2 separate regions of the Macaca mulatta genome follow, and region 1 is linked to region 2. Evidence: chromatin contacts called from public Hi-C data. All regions are on one chromosome and are shown on one strand. Each heading gives the region's core, a stretch centred on a gene start, on an enhancer-like site or on the middle of the called end of the contact. The rest is flanking DNA. Distances are from core to core; before and after follow the strand shown. Region 1 holds the start of GSTZ1 (glutathione S-transferase zeta 1). Region 2 has its middle 9.2 kb from the start of ZDHHC22.

Region 1 (5,026 bases), core at 1,253-3,752, 170 kb after region 2:
TGAGTAGCTGGGATTACAGGCACCCGCCATCATGCCCGGCTAAGTTTTGTATTTTCAGTTGAAACGGGGTTTCACCATGTTGGCCAGGTTGGTCTTGAACTCCTGACCTCAGGTGATCCGCCCACCTCGGCCTCCCAAAGTGCCAGGATTATAGGCGTGAGCCACCGTGCCTGGCCTGGTAGTTACTTTCTTACAATTTTTTTTTACAAGGGTAGAGGGCTATTGTAATTACTGTAATTACAAAGATCAGAGATCAATCTGAACTCCTGTGCACAGGTCACAGTGGTTAATAGACCAGATGTCTGAAATAAGATTCCTTGGTGCCCCCAGGACTTATTCACATGTGGCTGAATTCAGGACTCTGGAGGGCATGGTTGAGGTAAATCCTGTAAGCTGGCCTTATTCTGCTGCTTAGAGTCCCATTGACAACAACCTTAATTAAATGCTGTAAGGGACAAACTGAAAAGATTTGGTCCCTGCCTCTGTCAGCCAGGTTAATCAGAGTAGCCAGGGGAGTTGCATATTCATGTGAAAATCTGCTAGAAGCCAAGACTGCAGAATCGAGGAGTGAGAGAGGCTGTCAGATTGCTCGTGCCTCTACACATCATTCTGGGTATACCAAGAATGCAAGGCCCTGACTGCATCGCACTTGGGCCATTTCTCAGGGTTGTGTTTGCAGCAAGCAACCTTGAGAGAAGAGGCAGTGTCTCCCTCCAGGACAAAGAGGAGGTCTGCGTACTGCCGTCTATAAAACAGCAGATTTTCCAAGCTTGTCGTTCCTTCACTTGGATGCAACCCACTGCCTGTGCAGTCATCCATTTAAACCCATAGCGTCACCCTGTGGGACTTGGATGGCAAGAGAAACTGCTTCTAACATGCATCCTCTTTCCCGTAATAAGGTCCTTTGTCTCTAACCCAGGTGTCTCATCTTCTGCCAGCAGTCACGACACAATAACAGGCTAATTTATTAATTTCTAAATAAAGCAACCCTGACAGTCTGTTTTCTTGCCTACTTTTTGCTTAAAGAGCTCCATTTCTGGGCCAGGCGCGGTGGCTCACGCCTGTAATCTCAGCACTTTGGGAGGCCAAGGCGGGCAGATCACGAGGAGATCAAGACCATCCTGGCTAACACGGTGAAACCCGTCTCTACTAAAAATACAGAAAAAAATAGCCGGGCGTGGTGGTGGGCGCCTGTAGTCCCAGCTACTCTGGAGGCTGAGGCAGGAGAATGGCATGAACTCGGGAGGCAGAGCTTGCAGTGAGCCGAGATCGCGCCACTGTACTCCAGCCTGGCCGACAGAGCAAGACTCCGTCTCAAAAAAAAAAAAAAAGAAAAAGAAAAAAAGAGTTCCATTTCTGACACCCAGTATCTGGATAGTACAAGCTTAAACCTTTAAGAAAATAAATCTCTTCTCACAGGAAGAGTTCTGCCTCTTAAAATCCTTTTGTCACCATACCTGAACACCCAAACTGTCCTTGCCCTATAAGATAAAGGTACAGTTAGGTATTTTCCCCTCTGTTGATGCCTGAAAATCCTGCAGATATCGGAACTCAGGCCTTAGAAAATTCTGTACCCAAGAATTTGCAATTCTCTTTGGAAAGTTGAAAGCACCTTTAAAAGCCACAATTTGCAAGCCAGGTGATGCACTGTAACATAACGCGGAAGACATGAGGGCTGCTTCCTCAGATCCTAACAATCCCATTGCCCCACTACCAGAGCAAAACGATCCCCCTCCCAGAGAATGCACCTCGCCAGAGGCCAACCCACCCGGTACCTCAAGTTCCCCTCCACCACGGCCCCGCCCCTCCTCCTGTAGATCCCGCCTCCTCCGTACCCTCGGGCCAATCAGAGGGCGGCGTCCCCTCGCGGTTGCCATGGTGGCCACCGAGTCCCTCCCATCACTCACCAGATGTGCCGCGGCTCGGCCAGGCGGTGGAAACGGGTGGCGAAGGACAGCAGCGTCACCAAGGCCAGCAGGGCCCACCGGCCGGCCGCCTCGAAGCGCTGTGAGCCCCGGGCAGGCCGTTTGGGGCTTCGCGCCGCAGCCTCGGTGGCCACGTCCCGGCCTGCGGCCCTAGCAGCCTGGGGCCCACAGCGGCCCCTCCGGGGACGCAGTTCGGACTCCGCCAGGCCTCCGCCCGTGGCCGGCGGCATCTTCCCCCTCCTCCGGCTCGCCCACCGGCCCAGAGGCACACTCTGACCAGCCGCCCCGCCAGGGAGTCACAGGAGGGCAGCTCGGGGTACCCCGGGAAATGCAACTCCCTTCCACGGCAGCGGAGTGCGGGGCCCCGGGCTCGGGGCGGGGCGGGCAGCGTGGTGGCGGCCCGGGCCGCTAGGAGGCGGCAGGAGGCGCAGAGCATGTCGGGACCGGGAGGGCCGGCCGGCCCGAGGGGGGACTGTGCAGGAGGGGTCGGGCTCAGGGAACTGCAACTCCCAGCAGCCCCCGGGTACGGGGCGTGGCAGGAGGGCTGGGCGTGCCAGAGGCGACCGGAAGGATCATTGTAGTCCATCCAGACCCTCGCTTTACCCGGACGAAAGCTACGGGCCTGACTCGTCGAGTTTCACTGGCGAGTCCCAGGCGCGAAGTTTCTCGGCCTAGAGGAGGGGTCGCGCGAAGTGCCACATGCAGGCGGGGAAGGTCTGTGCCGCGCACCCGGGTGGAGGGAAACTGGTTAGACACTTGGAGACCCTGGGGGTCGGGGTCAGAGGTGAGCTGCTCCGCCCGCCCAGCAGACAAAGACTCCCGGCGTGCCGTGCGTTGCGCCGGGCACGCTCTGCGCCTGCGTGCTGCACGCTGCCCGCTGGGTCTCGAATTCCCCGGAGGGTTGGGCTGGGGGAGGAGGCGGTCCTGGTGGGGAGTTCGTAGCCAGGTGGAGTCGCTGTCCGGACGCGCTTCATTTCTGCCCCGCCCTCCCTGCTCCCCTTAACAGACCCCTCCACTAGGGCTTCCAAACGTCGCCCCAAGCTTCCCAGTTTCTCGCAGCCCTTCATGCTCCTCTCTTGGCCCTAGCAGGAGATGGCCTTCCAGTAATGTTTGTATTGTAAGAGTCCCTGGGCAGGGCGCGGTGGCTCACGCCTGTAATCCCAGCACTTTGGGAGGCCGAGGCGTGCGGATCACAAGGCCAGGAGATCGAGACCACCCTGGCTAACACGGTGAAACCCCCGTCTCTACTAAAAATACAAAAATTAGTCGGGCATGGTGGCGGGCGGCTGTAGTACCAGCTACTCGGGAGGCTGATGCAGGAGAATGGCGTGAACCCGGGAGGCGGAGCTTACAATGAGCCAAGATCGGCCAGTGCACTCCAGCCTGGGCAACAGAGCGAGACTCCGTCTCAAAAAAAAAAAAAAAGTCCCCGAGCGAGGAGAGGCAGTCATGACAATCACCTGGGGAGCTTCACGGCTTTCACATGTTCTTCCCCGGGGGCCGCTCCAAAGCCACTCTTCATCTCTGGTGGAACGGGCCCAAGAATCTGCATGTTTTTGTAAGCGGTCCTGATGGGTCTTAACGCGCCGTAAAGTTTGAGAACCACTTTTATGGCACTAAGGAAGGTGGCACGTTAGATGGGACTTTGTGTCACGTTAATAAGGTATAGTCCTCCCTCTTCCAAATGGGATTTTAGGAGTCTTTTTCTCAAATCATGTGTAAGACATGGTTTAAAAATAAAATCTGCTAAAGTAATCAGAATGCATATTTGAATTGGAAACAGAAGTCTTCCAGGAGTGCTGATGAGATGGATACTTGGGCTTAAAATTTAGTTCTACAAGTGCAGAAAGGAACGGGGGATGGTTTGCATAGGTATCACTGGTAAGAGAAAGCAGAAAATGCTTAAGAGATTTCAGGTTTCCTGCTTGTGGGTCGTGATGGAGGGGAGCAGCGTTTACCATGCTTTTGGTCATTCGTAGTACAGATCCAAAGGTGTAATCCAAAGGCATTTAACCATTAGGTAAGGCATTTCTTCAGGGATTCTAAGCCAATTAATATCTGCCACTCTCTAGTGGTCACCAGCAGTCCCTGTCCCTTGGCCCCAGGGCCCCTGTAGCCTGGCTAAGTAAGGAAAGGGGACTGCATCTCCAAATAAGAAAGATCCAGTTGTGGCCACCCAATTCCTCCTCTTCGAAAGGCACTTTCTGCCCATCGCCTGCTTTCTGTGCCAGGACCATCTTTACTTTCCCCACAAAAGGTACCTTCAGGACAGGCTGGGACTCCTGGGCTTGGGAACCACCTTGGAAGGGCCTAGGTTCCCACTTGTACCCTTGCCATCTAGCAGACTGAGTTGGTAGTACAGGGATGGTGAAAGCAGGTTCAGGGAGCAGCTTAATATTCTGGGGGTGGCAGAGGGGAGAGGGAGCTTTGGTGAAATGTCTCTAGTCAGAGGGGTAGTAAACAGGGTATCTGAGAAGTTCTGTCAAGTTCTCCCCCATCCATAGGGATACACGTGTTGGTGGGAAGGTTCATGAGTGCTAATCACTGGCGAGTCTTTCCTGGGTTCCACTTTGAAATGCTGGCTCCCCAAGAAGTAGCAGAGAAATTAACTTTGAGCCCCTTAAACTTTGGAGTAGAGATCACACACCCAGCTGCCCCCAAGGGCCCAAAGGTAACAAAAATGAGGAAAGTGGGCCAGATACAGGCCATGGCAGACCTTAGAGGGCATACCCTGGTTGATGGGGGCCATCAGTATGTTCCCATCAATTGTTGGTATTTAGGAGCCCAAATCTACTGTCTCCAGATTTTTTAAAGAAAAAAACAGGTGTTGTATATAAAATATCATGATTTTTATTTTTTATTTTACTTTATTTATTTTGAGATGGAGTCTTGCTCTGTCCCCTAGGCTGGAGGGCAGTGGCACTATTTTGGCTCACTGTATCCTCCGCCTCCTGGGTTCAAGCAATTCTCATACCTCAGCCTCCCGAGTAGCTGTGATTACAGATGCACACCACTACACCTGGCTAATTTTTGTATTTTCAGTAGAGATGAGTTTCGCCATGGTGGCCAGGCTGGTCTCGGACTCCTGACCTCAGGTAATC
Region 2 (4,998 bases), core at 1,079-3,578:
TTTAAACTGTATTCCATTTTTAGTTACTTTATTCTATTTAGGCCATGAGTCTTTTTTTTTTTAAGCCCTATTTGTAGTTCTTTATATCTTGTAAAGATAAAATTAAAATAGAATGTCAGCTTAACCAACCTCATAATTTCATCAGGAGGGAAACCTCTAAAATCACATATATTAATAACAATATCTATGGTAAATTACATTTAACTCAATATGGATTATAAAGAATTTGAAAAAAAGAAATATTATCGTTATTATTATTTGAGACAGAGTCTCTCTCTGTTGCCCAGGCTGGAGGGCAGTGGCATGATCTCAGCTCACTGCAACCTCTGCTTCCCAGGTTCAAGCGATTCTCCTGCCTCAGCCTCCCAAATAGCTGGGACTATAGATGCCCACCACCACGCCCAGCTAATTTTTTGTATTTTTAGTAGAGAGGGGGTTTCACCGTGTTTCCCAGGCTGGTCTCGAACTCCTGACCTCAGGTGATCCACCCACCTCGGCCTCCCACAGTGTTGGAATTACAGGCGTGAGCCACCGCGCCTGGCCAAGAAAAAATTATTAGAACAAGTGAGGCATCACACTCCTCTGCCATTATCAGTCAGAAGTAAGCACCAATTTATTAACACAAACATTACATAATACATAATACAGGAGCAATCTCGCTACTGCTAGCACTAAGAAAATGTTGTTCTTGCACTATAATGTTTAGCTATTAAACACTGACAGTGAAATGCACCAATAAGGAAACTGTCATCACAGAGAATCTCTGATAAAATGTTAGATGTACTCCTTTATCAAAGGCATTGGCTTGGGCTTCGGCTGAATACTGATTGTAACAATTGACCATCTGGTGTTCAGCCAAAATGTGTGTTGAGTGTATCTCTAACTTTAGATTATTTCCAATATCTCACTATTATTAGCAACATTGCAATGAACGTCCTAACACAAACAACTCTATGGGACCCTGTGATTATTTCCTTGGCTGAATTCCAAGAAGTAGAGTGTCTGGGTCAAAAGGATCCCTATCACCAAACCATCCTCCAGAAAGTTTGTGCCAGCTTCCTTCCCACACAAGGAGTGGGGGGCTTGTAATCTGCCTTCTCACCAGCTCTGGGACCTGCTTTTCCAATCCCCCACGGAGGCTGGGAGTTGGACGGCAGAGAATAGCATCCTTTAGCTAGCCCAGACGCCCCCTGGAGCCCACGACTGCAATTGTAGCTATAATTTATTTTGTGTTTACTTCTTTCTGTCATTGTGGTAGACCATTTACTTCCTGCTTTTTAATCCCCTCAAGGATGGTTCAAAGTAAATATGGCTGGCTTCATCTTATAGATGAGGAAACTGAAACTCAAAGGGTTGGATGGCCCTGCTTTTAGCCCTAATGGAAATCTCCAGGGGCCTGTTCAAGCAACAGTCTGCAAGCCTATTCCTGCAGGTAAATGAAACCTGTAAGGCCCAGTCCCCACGACCCCAACTGTTCAGCCCCTCTCAGGATCAGGGATCCCTGCGCCCTCCCAGCCAGCATAGTTTCTAGCCAGGGCCTAAAGGTGGAAAAGAGGGTGACCACCCGGTGGGCTCAGCTCTGTGCTGTGCACTTTACCTTCACATGTTCACATCCATAGCTTCTTGGTGGTTTCTGAAGGAAAACGTGCTAGAGCCTGTCCTCTCTGAGTGAACTTCCTGGTGTGTGTAAGTCAGATCCAACAGTGCAAGGAGCAGGTCAAGATTGTTGGTCACGGAGTCCCTCAGCACAGTAAGTTGACAGTTGACCGCTTTGGGGGTAAAGGGGCAAGTTTTGATCATGTTCCAGGAGGGACTTTCTGTACATTGTCTCACGTAAGTCTCAAATGGCCAGGAGAGATACCTTTATCTTATACAGGAGGAGACAGTGGCTCAGGAAAATATCCAAGAGCTCGCAGCTAGGAAATGGCAGAGAATGCAGATAAGGACCTAGACCAGAGGACACACTCAGGGCACGTTCATAGAGTGGATGGAAGGATGAATAGATTCTACAGGGCCCTAGATGGTGAAACTACAGGAGCTAGACTACTACAGACCCTCTGTGTAAACCAGGTACTGCCAGGCAGGAAAGAAGAGGGCAGGATTTGAGCCACTCTGGTGGCAAGGGTCCTCTCTTTTTTCATTCTTTCAGGCAAGAGAAGTTGCATCGAGGGCTGCCTTGTACAATTGTTCAGGTTCTACACTTTACAATTCCAGGGGCCTCATTTTCACACATGTATATTTGGATGATTATTATAAGAATTTTCCAGTAGATGGCAGTAAAGTATCTTGAGTTAAGGACACCCCTTTTCTGTACAAATATACTGTTTGGGCTATTTGCAGTGCTGGCTGCATCTCTCTACCAGCCTCCAAACTGCTGGGAGGTTGCCTGACACCCCTTCCCTCCCTTGTCTCACCCCTTCATCGATTGCCTCAGAGTCTCAGAGTTGGGCTGGGGAGTTCAGAGGAGAGTGGCATTAGCACCAGAAAGCCCCAGCTGCATCCTTTATTCCAACAAAGGTGATGTTTGTAATGGGAAATCCTGGGTTCAAGTCCCAGCTCCTGCATTTTTTTTTTTTTTTTTTTTTTTTTTGAGACAGAGTTTCACTCTTGTTGCCCAAGCTGGAGTGCAATGGTGCGATCTCGGCTCACTGCAACCTTCACCTCCTGGGTTTGAGTGATTCTCCTGTCTCAGCCTCCTGAGTAACTGGGATTACAGGCATACACCACCACGCCCGACTAATTTTTTTGTATTTTTAGTAGAAATGGGGCTTCACCATATTAGCCAGGCTGGTCTTGAACTCCTGACCTGAGGTGATCCGCCTGCCTCAGCCTCTCAAAGTGCTGGCATTTCAGGTGTGAGCCACCACGCCCAGCCGCTCCTGCATTTCTTATGAATGGTCTTATGCAAGTGACCTCAAAGTTCTGGGCCCTAGTTTTGGTTTCTGAAAAGAGTGCAGTAATAATCCCTGCCCTTGGGGTTGCAAGGAACAAATGCTATTCTGAACACGACCATGCATGGCTAGCTATAAAGCACTGCGTCCATGAGTGTCCTCCTTACCCAGAGAGGATATGCTGCATTATTGTGGGAAGGGTGTGCCACAGACCACATAGCGCCGCCTTGTCACAACACCCCCCAGAGTCACCTTCCCATAAGGGATCTCTCTCCTGGCTCTCCGCTGCTACTCTATCCCAACGGGTTGCTTTGACCCCTTCAGGCTCTGATCCAAGCTCCTTAGTATAGTGCATCCATTAGCCAGTTAATACATATTTAGTAAGCATCTACTATGTGCTGGGGTCTATGCTAATCTCTAGCCTAGAGTTGCTTACAGTCCCATGGGGGCAATAAAGTTAGTGTAGTTGCCATCTTGTTTCTTGGTTCTTGATAAAGCCAGACTTTATCCCATTCCTCTGGGACCCTGGGGAGGAAGAGGCCTTACCCAGTTCCTCCCTTCCTAGTTCCTAGGACATTTAATGACTGGAGACTATCCTTGGCCCCCACTATTGTAGATCACTCCAAGGTGCAGAAGAGAAGCTTAGCTGGGCTCTTCGTTGCCTCTCTCATGTGGGTCAGGGAAGCCTAGAACAAACTTATTGTGGATTTCACTTACGATTTGATACAGCTGTGAGGGAACAGGAACTCCAAAATAGCAGTGGCTTAAATGAGCTAGACATGCAGTTCCTTCTAATGTAAATGAAGTTCAGAGACAGGCATTCCAGAGCTAATATGGCCACTCTACAGTGCCAGGAGGGACCCAGGTTCTTTCCAGTTCCCTGTTCGGTCATCCCTCAGATGTGGTCTTCATCTTCATGATGGAGGTGTCAGCTCAGGGCTGGCAAAGTCCTTCATCACATGAGGGCCCAGCCTCCTTTTATATAATTTCGTCCTCAATTCTTAGTATGCAGCCTTTACCTCATGGCCCAAAATAGCTTCTCATGCTCCAGCCATTGATTCAACATTCCACTACCAGGAAGTAGGAAAAAAGGTATGAGCAAGGGCATACCTTCTTCCTCATAGGATACCCCCTGGAAATTACTTGCGATACTTCTCTTTGTCTCCCATTGGTTAGAATTTAGCAACATGACCATATCTAGATGCAAAGAAGGTCAGCAGATGAGTCTTTACTCCAGGTGGCCCTGTGCTTAGCTAAAAATTGTAGGTCCAATTCCTAGAGAATAAGAGGAGAATGGGAATTGAGGAACCATGAGAATTCTCTACTACATCTTGCCTATGCGGGGATATCTCCTTCCTACAGGGAACATCTCTACCTAGCAGGCTCCCCAGCATGAATTAAAGGAAAATAACCTAATAACCATAACACCACAGAACAAGAATTATACAAATACCGTAATGGGGTAATTTCCTCTCTGCATATAAATGACATTTGTGTTCTCTCGTACTTATCATCATTGCCAACCCTCATCCTATAACCCCTGATGTGCTCAGCTGCCTCCAGTCCTATCCCTCCCGGTCCATCTATAGCATCCCCTCCCACAGCACCGAGACAAAGTCCCCCGTGTGCCCATCCCTGCCTCCTCCCTTCCTAGAGTGGAATCTGGCTAAAGTTAAAGCTAGGGGAGAAATGAGGGGGAGGCCCCGCGACGGCGGCAGCTGCACAGCAGGGACAGGCGGCGGTTGCCTTGGTGAGCTGGGCAGAGATTTCTATGATGCTGCTAAATGTATTTTCCTGACCTGCCACCGCCTTCTCTTTCCTGCTTAGGAGACACCTTTCAGGAGCTGAGGCCTCTCAACTTGTTCTCTGCTCCCATCCTTTAAAATACTCATTTCCCTGCTCATTACCTCTTCCTGTAAGATTGGGTCTGGAGCCCGCAGACACAATAGGTGTGGAGGGGGAATGGGGCATTAACACTGATCGAGTCTTGCAGGTGTTTTTCCACGGAACCTCCCACCAGCCCTGCAACCTCATCTGCATTTGACAGAGCAAGCCCTGAGCCTGAGAGCTGCTAAGTAGTTGGTAGTTGGTAGTTGGTCCAGGTCAC

What was found. Hi-C and Micro-C count contacts between places; a contact is called where the count stands out from the background.
Region 1: a Hi-C map of fetal cortex germinal zone shows a contact between it and region 2, with 4 times the contacts expected there. The contact joins the promoter of GSTZ1 here to the enhancer-like site in region 2. A contact is called at or near these places in 4 of 14 Hi-C or Micro-C datasets (cortical neurons, fetal cortex germinal zone, fetal cortical plate and 1 more).

Annotation. Positions count from the first base shown.
Region 1 is chr7:150,529,973-150,534,998 of T2T-MMU8v2.0, forward strand. GSTZ1 (glutathione S-transferase zeta 1) reads left to right here and starts at 2,503. Exons shown (of 10, transcript XM_077941563.1): 1 at 2,503-2,639. POMT2 (protein O-mannosyltransferase 2) reads right to left here and starts at 2,250. Exons shown (of 21, transcript NM_001260626.1): 1 at 1,908-2,250. The coding sequence starts at 2,155.
Region 2 is chr7:150,358,138-150,363,135 of T2T-MMU8v2.0, forward strand. No RefSeq gene overlaps it. Among named protein-coding and RNA genes, the nearest start is that of ZDHHC22, 9.2 kb to the left of the region's middle. Within about 2 kb of position 2,329, at least 1 of the 40 cell types and tissues checked has an H3K27ac peak or open chromatin away from gene starts, as enhancers often do. A contact at or near this core is called in fetal cortex germinal zone, where this site is marked.